Regions from separate parts of the Rattus norvegicus genome. Here all the other regions are linked to region 2. Evidence: chromatin contacts called from public Hi-C data. All regions are on one chromosome and are shown on one strand. The core of a region is the stretch at or near the end of the contact, and the rest is flanking DNA. Distances in the headings are between cores, read along the strand shown.

Evidence for each region. Hi-C and Micro-C count contacts between places; a contact is called where the count stands out from the background.
Region 1: a Hi-C map of the A7r5 cell line shows a contact between it and region 2, with 11 times the contacts expected there. The contact joins two enhancer-like sites. A contact is called at or near these places in 4 of 12 Hi-C or Micro-C datasets (the A7r5 cell line, the Rat2 cell line, Schwann cells and 1 more).
Region 3: a Hi-C map of the Rat2 cell line shows a contact between it and region 2, with 13 times the contacts expected there. The contact joins two enhancer-like sites. A contact is called at or near these places in 4 of 12 Hi-C or Micro-C datasets (the A7r5 cell line, the Rat2 cell line, Schwann cells and 1 more).

What each region holds. Positions count from the first base shown.
Region 1 is chr17:70,604,456-70,607,378 of GRCr8, forward strand. No RefSeq gene overlaps it. Among named protein-coding and RNA genes, the nearest start is that of Akr1e2, 40 kb to the right of the region's middle. Within about 2 kb of position 1,351, at least 23 of the 93 cell types and tissues checked have an H3K27ac peak or open chromatin away from gene starts, as enhancers often do. A contact at or near this core is called in the A7r5 cell line and Schwann cells, where this site is marked.
Region 2 is chr17:69,114,810-69,117,605 of GRCr8, forward strand. No RefSeq gene overlaps it. Among named protein-coding and RNA genes, the nearest start is that of Klf6, 340 kb to the right of the region's middle. Within about 2 kb of position 1,537, at least 19 of the 93 cell types and tissues checked have an H3K27ac peak or open chromatin away from gene starts, as enhancers often do. A contact at or near this core is called in the A7r5 cell line and Schwann cells, where this site is marked.
Region 3 is chr17:70,471,978-70,474,839 of GRCr8, forward strand. All of the region lies in intron 2 of LOC120097919 (a long non-coding RNA gene), which reads right to left. Among named protein-coding and RNA genes, the nearest start is that of Akr1e2, 170 kb to the right of the region's middle. Within about 2 kb of position 1,609, at least 4 of the 93 cell types and tissues checked have an H3K27ac peak or open chromatin away from gene starts, as enhancers often do.

The sequences.
Region 1 (2,923 bases), core at 101-2,600, 1.5 Mb after region 2:
AATATTTTGTGTATTAGTTGAAATATAAAATTAAAACTCATATATCAATAAAATGAAGTCACATTTCAAATTTATGTATCAATCCATTTGAAAAATATGGGCGATTGAGGATGCCATAGCTTTAAAAGGTACTTGAGAATGCTAGATGTTTTAATACATAACTTTAAAATATGGAGCTTGGAATTTACTCTGAAGTCAATCATGCATCCTGCATGAACTTCAAAATATTTATAGTTGTCTTAAGCTCAGGATAAGAATGCAGAAGCACAACACAAGCACACACATTGGTTATTTCCCAAGTGGGGACATTCTCCATTCTTAGTCCCCCCGTTACCTCTTTTTGTAGAAGCCATTTGTTTCAGACATTTGTTTGATTTCATTTTGCCTGGAATTATTATTTCGTTGAAGAAATAAAAACTGGTCACGAAACCAGGGCCTGGGGGGGACACGTAAAAATATGTTAAAAACATTTCTGAAGGTTCCCCTTCCTTATTTTTGAGAAATTAGACATATCTGCACCATGTTGGAGAACTTAAAATGTCATCTCAGACATGAGTAAATCTGCCTGCTTTAACACAAAAAGGGGGGGGGGAGATTTTTACATCAACGATGATATTTAGAAACCCTTAAGCATTATTTTATAATTTCTTCCTGAGGGCATAAAAACCTTTCTACTCGGTTCTGGAATCAATAAACAACGACAGTGTCAGGAAGACACACTCTTGGCTCAAATGCAGCTTTTAGAAGCGTTTTGTTGTTTTCTCGTTGGTGGCACTTTTTTTTTTTTTTTTTTTTTTTTGAGTTTCCTGTCGCTGAGTCACATTGTACTCTAACTTCCCCTTGGAACCATATGGGGAAGTAATAAAGTGCCTCTCAGGACACAGCTAGGCAGTGTTCCTTAACTGACTAAGGGGAAGACTATGAACGCCTTACCGTTGTCATAGATGGCCATTCAGCCATACAAAGCAACAGAGGAACCGGAAATGAGTAGGAACAATGGATAATGGGCACTTTAACAGCTTTAGGATTTTTATGAAAAAAAAAAAAGAGGAAGAAGACAGACACGACCTTTGATAAAAGCACAGGATCGCGACGTCCTTAGTCATTTCTATTAAAAGCCTCTTACAGGACTTGGACACAACCACAGATGCCAGTTGCCAAAACGTAGTGTTTGGGGCTTTGTTTGTTTGTTTGTTTTTAATAATTTAAATAAACTGTCTTTAGGATTAAATCTTGCACACTATAGCACCACTTACTGTCAAAACAATTAGGAGAATTCAGCAGCAAACAAGCAGTCCCTTTCCCGGAAATGCCAAGCAATGTGAACATGTCTAAGGATTTAGCGCCATCTGCAGGAAACAGGAAATAGAACCTCGAGACTACGAAATTCTCACTGCTTGGGTTCACTAAAGCAGATTGCTTTTGTCTTTTCCAGCTGAAAACCTCCCTACTTCTGTGTCTAAAATGCATAGAGCGTCAACAATAGTGACGGATCTTCAGTCCTAAAATAATGAAAATGCAAACAACACTAAATTCAAGCAGCAAGTCGTGCGTGCGTGCGTGCGTGTGTGCGTGCGTGCGTGCGTGTTGTAAAACAAAATTAGTTAAAGAAAAAAGGCCAGGAATTTGATGAGGGGGAATGGCAGGGTAGACAGGAGGAAGGTGGGACGTTATATAAATATATGTAGCTGAATTTAATTTTTAGAACACTTTTTCCTTATTTCTTGCAAATGATGTCATTGTCTGATGAAAGTTCTAGAAAAGAGTACAGAGGGTAAGGTAGATGTGACTCTTTGACTCATCCATTACTAAGGCTTTGTTTGGATCAATTTTATTCCCTTTGGTTAGAGTTATCATTGTTGTGACCAAACACCACGACCAAAGCCACTTAGGGAGAACAGGGTTTCTTCAGCTTACTCCTCCACATCTTCTGTTCATCCCTGAAGGAAGCCAGGATAGGAACTAAAACAGGTCAGAAGCTGAAGCAGAAGTCTTGGAGGAATGATGCTTACTGGCTTGCTTCACATGGCTTGCTAAGCCTGAGTTCTTATAGCACCCAGAACCACCAGACTCTGGGTTGGGTTTTCCCACAATGGGCTGGGCCCTTCCCCAGTGATCACTAATTAAGATGCAGTGCTCCAGGGGCTGGGGATTTAGCTCAGTGGTAGAGCGCTTACCTAGGAAGCGCAAGTCCCTGGGTTCGGTCCCCAGCTCCAAAAAAGAGAACCAAAAAAAAAAAAAAAAAAAAAAAAAGGATGCAGTGCTCCACAGGCTTTCGTGCAACCTGATCTTATGGAGACATTTTTTTCATTACGTGTTTCCTCTTCTCAAATGACTTAAGCTTGTGTCGAGTTGTCATAAAACTAGCCAACACTGTTTTTAAATTTCCTTTTATGTAGGGGTGCGGTGTGTGCACATGAGTGTGCATTAGTATGCATTTATGACTCCCGGGGACTTGAATTCATGTACTCATGCTTTTATAGAAAAACGTTCTTACCCACTGAACGTCTTTCCCTATCTCTCCAGTCCCTCTTGTTTATTTTTAAGCCATTCTCCAAACACATACTTTACAATTTTTCCAGAATAGATACTATGGAGAAACACTTAGAGAGCCCTTCCCAAGACACACCAGTAGTTTCAAAGCAAGAATCATCGAATGCTAGTACCAAGTAATTCTGTCTCTGGGACAGGTTTCGATCTTTATCCTTCCAGTAAGACTGGGATCCTCTCAAAATCTACCCACCTAACATACTAGTCCTTGCTAATCTGTATTCTCCAGTGAGGGACAGGGAAGGCAGGAGGAAGGTCTGGGATAGTTGTTCTGATAACTTGCAGAAATCTGATGCTATTATCCTTCTAGCTCCAAGTTAATTGATAATGTGGAATTCTGCTTACATTTAGAAGAATCATCTTTAATGCCAGC
Region 2 (2,796 bases), core at 287-2,786:
ATTTGCCTTAAATCCTTTAAAGATATTTAGTACAATGAACCTTAGGGTAATTAGAAATGCCGCCAGGTCTCCCTCCAGCTAGTTCTCATTAAGCTCCCAAAAGGAATGAACGGACTGAGCTGGAATTCGTGAAAGTTACAATTTAACTGAAGTTCCAGCCAGGTCTTCCTCCTGGAAGGTCAGCAGGAATCTGAGGTTTTTGTGGTTTCGGCTTTTCAAATAGTCAGCCCTCCGTGGCTTGTCTTTTTGTTTAATTTGTTACAAGATCACACAAGATATTTTTTTGTCAGGAGTATCAGAAAGCATCTTGAGAAACACACGCATACACACAAAACAGCTGAATCATCTAACCCAAACCAGCCCTGACCACATCTGACTGACACTCAGCATAGGATCCTTCTTTCTTTGGAGAAAAAGGCTCTCGGCTTCAGTTACAAATAAGTCCTGGGACAAAGTGAATGGTCCGGGCTGCCCAGGAAAGACTGCTGATTAGTGGGAAGCCCTGAATTTTTTAACCCTGTAGGAGAAATACAAATGCTTTTGCTGCTCTGCGTGTTTGACAAGAGGCAAACTGATGGGTGTTGACATTTACATATTAGATAAGACCAGTTAGCAATGTATTGCTTAAAATGATTTCTGAGGATCAGAACCACAGAACAAAACTCCACCCATGACTTAACCTTATCCTTACCACATTTTTGTGGTAGCCAAACTAGCCCTTTTTTCCCCTCTGCCTTTCCATCTTTTCCCTTCCTCCTCTTTCTCCTTTTTTTCTTTTTCTTTTTCTTTTTCTTTTTCTTTTTCTTTCTTTTTTTTTTTTTTTTGCCCCTCAGTTCTAATTTCTTTTCTGGGCTCGTTCTTCTGCGATGGCAGTGGTTTGTGTGTACGCAGGTGTGCACATGGTGTGTGTATGCACATGTGGTCTGTGAGAGTGCAAGCCAGAGAACACGCTTGGATGTAATGTCTCTGACAGCTATTCCCTTGTTTTCATCAGTCTCTCCTTGGATTGGAATTTACCACAGCAGACTAGGCGGGCTTGTAAGCCCAGGCATCTTCAGGTTTGTTCTGCCTCCACAACTTACTTCTTCATTGGCTTATTTATTAACATGGCTTCTCATGGAGGAAGGCAGTTCCGTTTCCTTAAGCAGCTTATTCCCCTTTTCTATTTTTGTTTTTCCCCCCTTTCCTTTTCCTCTTCTGCTGGCCCCTTCTCTTCTATCTCCCTCCGTCCCCCTCGAACCTCCCTCACCCAACCACCACTATTCTTCTTGACTTCTCTCTAAACTCAGCTAGGCACTTTGCTCTCTAAACACCCCAATCAGGTGAGGCTTCCTGTGCCCCAATCCTGCGCAAAGGGTAGGTAGTAATTGGTTTACTGAGAGGGAAGCCCAAGGAGATTTGGCTTGTTGATTTTTAACAGGCTTGCCTTTCAGAGGGCTCACAGCTAAAAGCCAATCCTCCGTGCAGGCTCCAGTAGGAAACACTGAAGGCTCGCAGCAAGTGATGAGTCAACCGTTGTTTTGACACAGTCTGTCTTCAGAGGAGAATCATATTTCACGTAGAGAGGTGTTTCCCTTTGTGAAAATTGCTTGTGAACTGTATGACTCATTGAGCCATCGCTAACAGCCAAAAAAAAAGCTCGAGAAGAGAATTCGGGCAGACAAACCACCGTGGCTCCTCTAATCTTTTTTAGAGTCCAGCTTGAACTAACTTTTCCCACTGAGGAAAGCAGGGAGAGTGTTGATGGAGGCCTTCCTCCTCAATGCATCCTCTGCCTTCGTTTTGGAAACTAATGGTCCCTACAGGGTGGCGCTCAGCTGGACAACACTGCTTTGGTTTGGCTCCAGCCCTCCTCTAATTCTCTGGAAGTGTAGGGGTTCACACAATCTGAGGGGATATTTGAGGAATTTGCCATGCCGTAGACAGAGGTGAGGAACCCCTAATGTTTTGCTTATAGCAGTGAGCTGAAGAACTTATTTCCTCCCCAGCTTCCGGGGGTGGGGGAGGCAATGTTGATGTTTTCATAGCATGGCTGGAGATCATACCTTTCGAAATACATGTGGCCAAGCCTCTCCTTTTGCCCCTATACTGGGTTTCTATTTGCCAATAGGTCAACGCAGACATGTAGGAAATCCTCCCTGGGGATTGTTGGGGGTGGGGTGGGTTGACTTGACGTTAGCTTCCAAGTTTTTAACAATAAAGAAGCTCAGAGGACTAGAATTTAAGATGGCTTGAGTTGTTTCACACTGGCTACAGGAGCAGCAGCCTGGTTTCCAGCGTGTGCTTCGTCTCAGTCAGAGAGGTTGAAAAGCTATGCCAAGGTTTCTGCCGCCGGTGTGACTGCATCTCAACCATGTAGAAAAGCTTTTCTACTGCATATACTTGTACTTATTTACATTTATGTATTTGAAACACTGGGGATTGAAATTAGAGCCTTAAACATGCTAGGTGAGTACTAAACCTTATTGATGCTTTTTTATTTTGAGACAGTGTCTCACTGATTTGCCCAGCATGGCATTGAACTCACTCTGTAGTGTGGGCAAATCTTGGATTCACAGTTCTTCTACCTCAGCCTCCCAGGTATCTGGGATTAAAGTCCGGCAACTCCTGGTCCTGGTGAGAGAGGTTCATTTGATGACCCTCATTTTTGGGAGTAAAGACTCAGAAACAGGCTTCAGAGTCCCATACTAAGTGGAGAGACTTCAGTCCCTAGCAACAGATTGCAGACCATATGATGGTATTTTTTTTTCTAGGGCAAGCTATGCACTGAGTTCTAAAAGGGAATTTTATTTATTT
Region 3 (2,862 bases), core at 359-2,858, 1.4 Mb after region 2:
ACTGTGCTGAGATCTTAATATAGGAGCTGAGGGTCTTCATGCTTCCAAAGCAGGCACTTTAGATACCAAGCCACCTTTCTAATCCTTCAAGGCATCTTTTTATAGTTAACCACAAGCAGCATTTGAATTGGGAAAATTTAGTACCATTTTTTTTACTATTGCTATCGTTGTTGTTAATTTAACCTGATTGTGATATTGTGTGAATCAGGAAGCCCTGGTGCATGATGGGAGATGTCAGATTCTATCACCTACTAGCTGATTTTCAGTGGCACCTGTGCAGCTTCTCCATAAATTGTAAATGAATGTTTTCTTTGCCAAACCGCTGCAGCAGGAAGGCAGGAAGCAAAAACACATTCAGATTCTTGCTGTCACTGAGTATTCTAGGAATGAAATATTAGGTGGCCGTAGGAGAAATACAACTTGTAGAAGGGACATCGTGACACATGCATTATCAACTCCTCTAACACTCTCATCGCTCTCCCAACACAGAAATAATGGAGGTCAGCAACACGCCTTCCTCCACAGCAAGCTTAATGCTGGAGGGGTAAGTACAGTGCAGCAAGTGACCTCTGGAGAGACATTTGTTGGATGTTTGTGATTTTGTGCAAGGCCGAGGAGTGCCCTTTGGTTAATCTTTGCATGATTTTGGCATGTGTCATCTGAAGTATAGGCGTGATCTCGATTTTGACTCTGCAGATTGAAAGAGATTAACTTCCTCACAAAACATCTATTTCATGGGTGAGATGCGGTCTGATTACTATTCCATGGGGCTTCCTGTGGCCCAAATACACTGTGTAACCAAAAAGCTGAATTTCACTCAGGCTTTCATTTTTATCTTTCATCCTTTTCTGTTCTTTTAATATCATCCTAGACCACAACTGACATGAACATCGTTGAGAATTTCTTGTGTGATAATGAATATCTACTTTATTCTATGATCACGAATATAAAGTAATAGTTAGGGGTGTTCGACAAGAGCCTTCTCAATTCACTGAAGTTTTATAATCGATAAAACTGGGGAGTCATGACTGTTTATGTATGTTTCCCTTCAACATGAATATCTCTCAGCACACTCATCTTCACCACCAAGGATGCTGCTAGAATGTTCCCACGTATGTGTTGCTGAGACATACAGAAAGGGGTAGAGATGGGTTCTCCTAGCCATCTCTTCACTTTTTATGAGGGGTGGGGGTACATTGTGAGAAATCCAGAAATCTTGCCATAAGAATGATCTTTGGGTGACCCTAGAGTAGCTAGGTAAGTGAACTCTCTAATTTCTCTTATGCATGCACTTTCCCTAATCCTCATATTCCTTCTACGTTGGTGGTGATTCTTTTTTTTTTTAATTTATTTATTATATATAAGCACACTGCAGCTATCTTCAGACACACCAGAAGAGGGCATCAGATCTCATTACAGATGGTTGTAGGCCACCATGTGGTTGATGGGATTTGAACTCAGGACCTCTGGAAGAGCAGTCAGTGCTCGTAACCACTCAGCCGTCTCTCCAGCCCCACTGGTGATTCTTTTAGCTCCATTACTCCAGCTTCCTAGGTCTAGACTTCCAATTCCATAGTTATGTAGATTAGTAGCCAAGAGAGTCAAGTGGACTGAAAGACTGATGCAGTCACCTGAGTTCACACACCCATATGTGCAATTTTAAAGTCTGTCTTTGGGATCCTACAAAGACTCCCTGCTTCCTGAGGGCAGGAAATGAAAAACGACTATTCTCATCAACTTCTATCAATTTCTTTAGGAATTATATGAGACAGTGAACACAAACCCAGAGCAGAAAGTTTCCTCAGCACTTAGGAGGAGGAAGAAAGGTGGAAAAGAAGGTTGAAGCCACCAAAAGGAGACACGCTGTGCCTTCGACTTTATTTCTTATAGATAGAGGACTTCAAACACACTCACTGGATTTTATTACTGAAATTTGCAAAGTGTGCATGCCATCCTTCAGTCAAGGTGACTTCATAACTGACAAAACAGACAAGATACAAAATCTGTGTATTGGCTTTCTACAATATTAACACTATAAACAGTGAAACACCACCCATTTCTATAGGGCAACAAATGATTGTTTCCACACAGATGGTAATAAGGAAATTTATGAAGAAGACTATTGTAGGAAGTAAACACAGAAACAATGAAAACAGTCTCTGCCACACCCCTGAAGCTGACTACAGCTGCAGGGCAGGGCCTACAGACAATGGCATCGTAATGTCTTCTCTTTTCTGCACCCATTCATTTACAGCTAATAATTAAAAGATTAGGAACTCCATGTCTTCCCACCATGAGGTAGAAAGTCTTGCAGGCCACACCCTGATGACTATGGGCTTCCCACATAGTGAGTCATTTACAGAATTCAGGACTCAAAATCTGCCAAAGGAATGGAGAAGCATTAAGAAGGTGTTTCTTGTGAGCCTACTACAAATACTTGTTTTGAATTTAAGTTAAATGTTAGAGAAATTTATCATGTCCTTTTGTCAGTTTTGTTAAACTATGACACAGAGAAGGTTGGGAGGTTTCTAGAGATGAGGAAATAGATAGATTCTCCAGAATGATGTATTCAAGAACATTATGAATCACAGTGATATTTTATCAATACTATCAAACTTGCAACTGAATTACTAGAGAAGTATAAAGTTTTTAATCTGATTGTTGTGATGAATAAATGATGACTATTGAAGTAGATATGTTTAATTTGATCAAATTGTACACAAGGCATATATTCACTGAACAACATATAACATTCATATAGATGGTTCTTGAGATATACATTAGTTAAAATAAATGTAATTTAATATGGTTAATGATACATATTAACATGATAGATAGGAAGATAGAGATAGAACGAAAAAA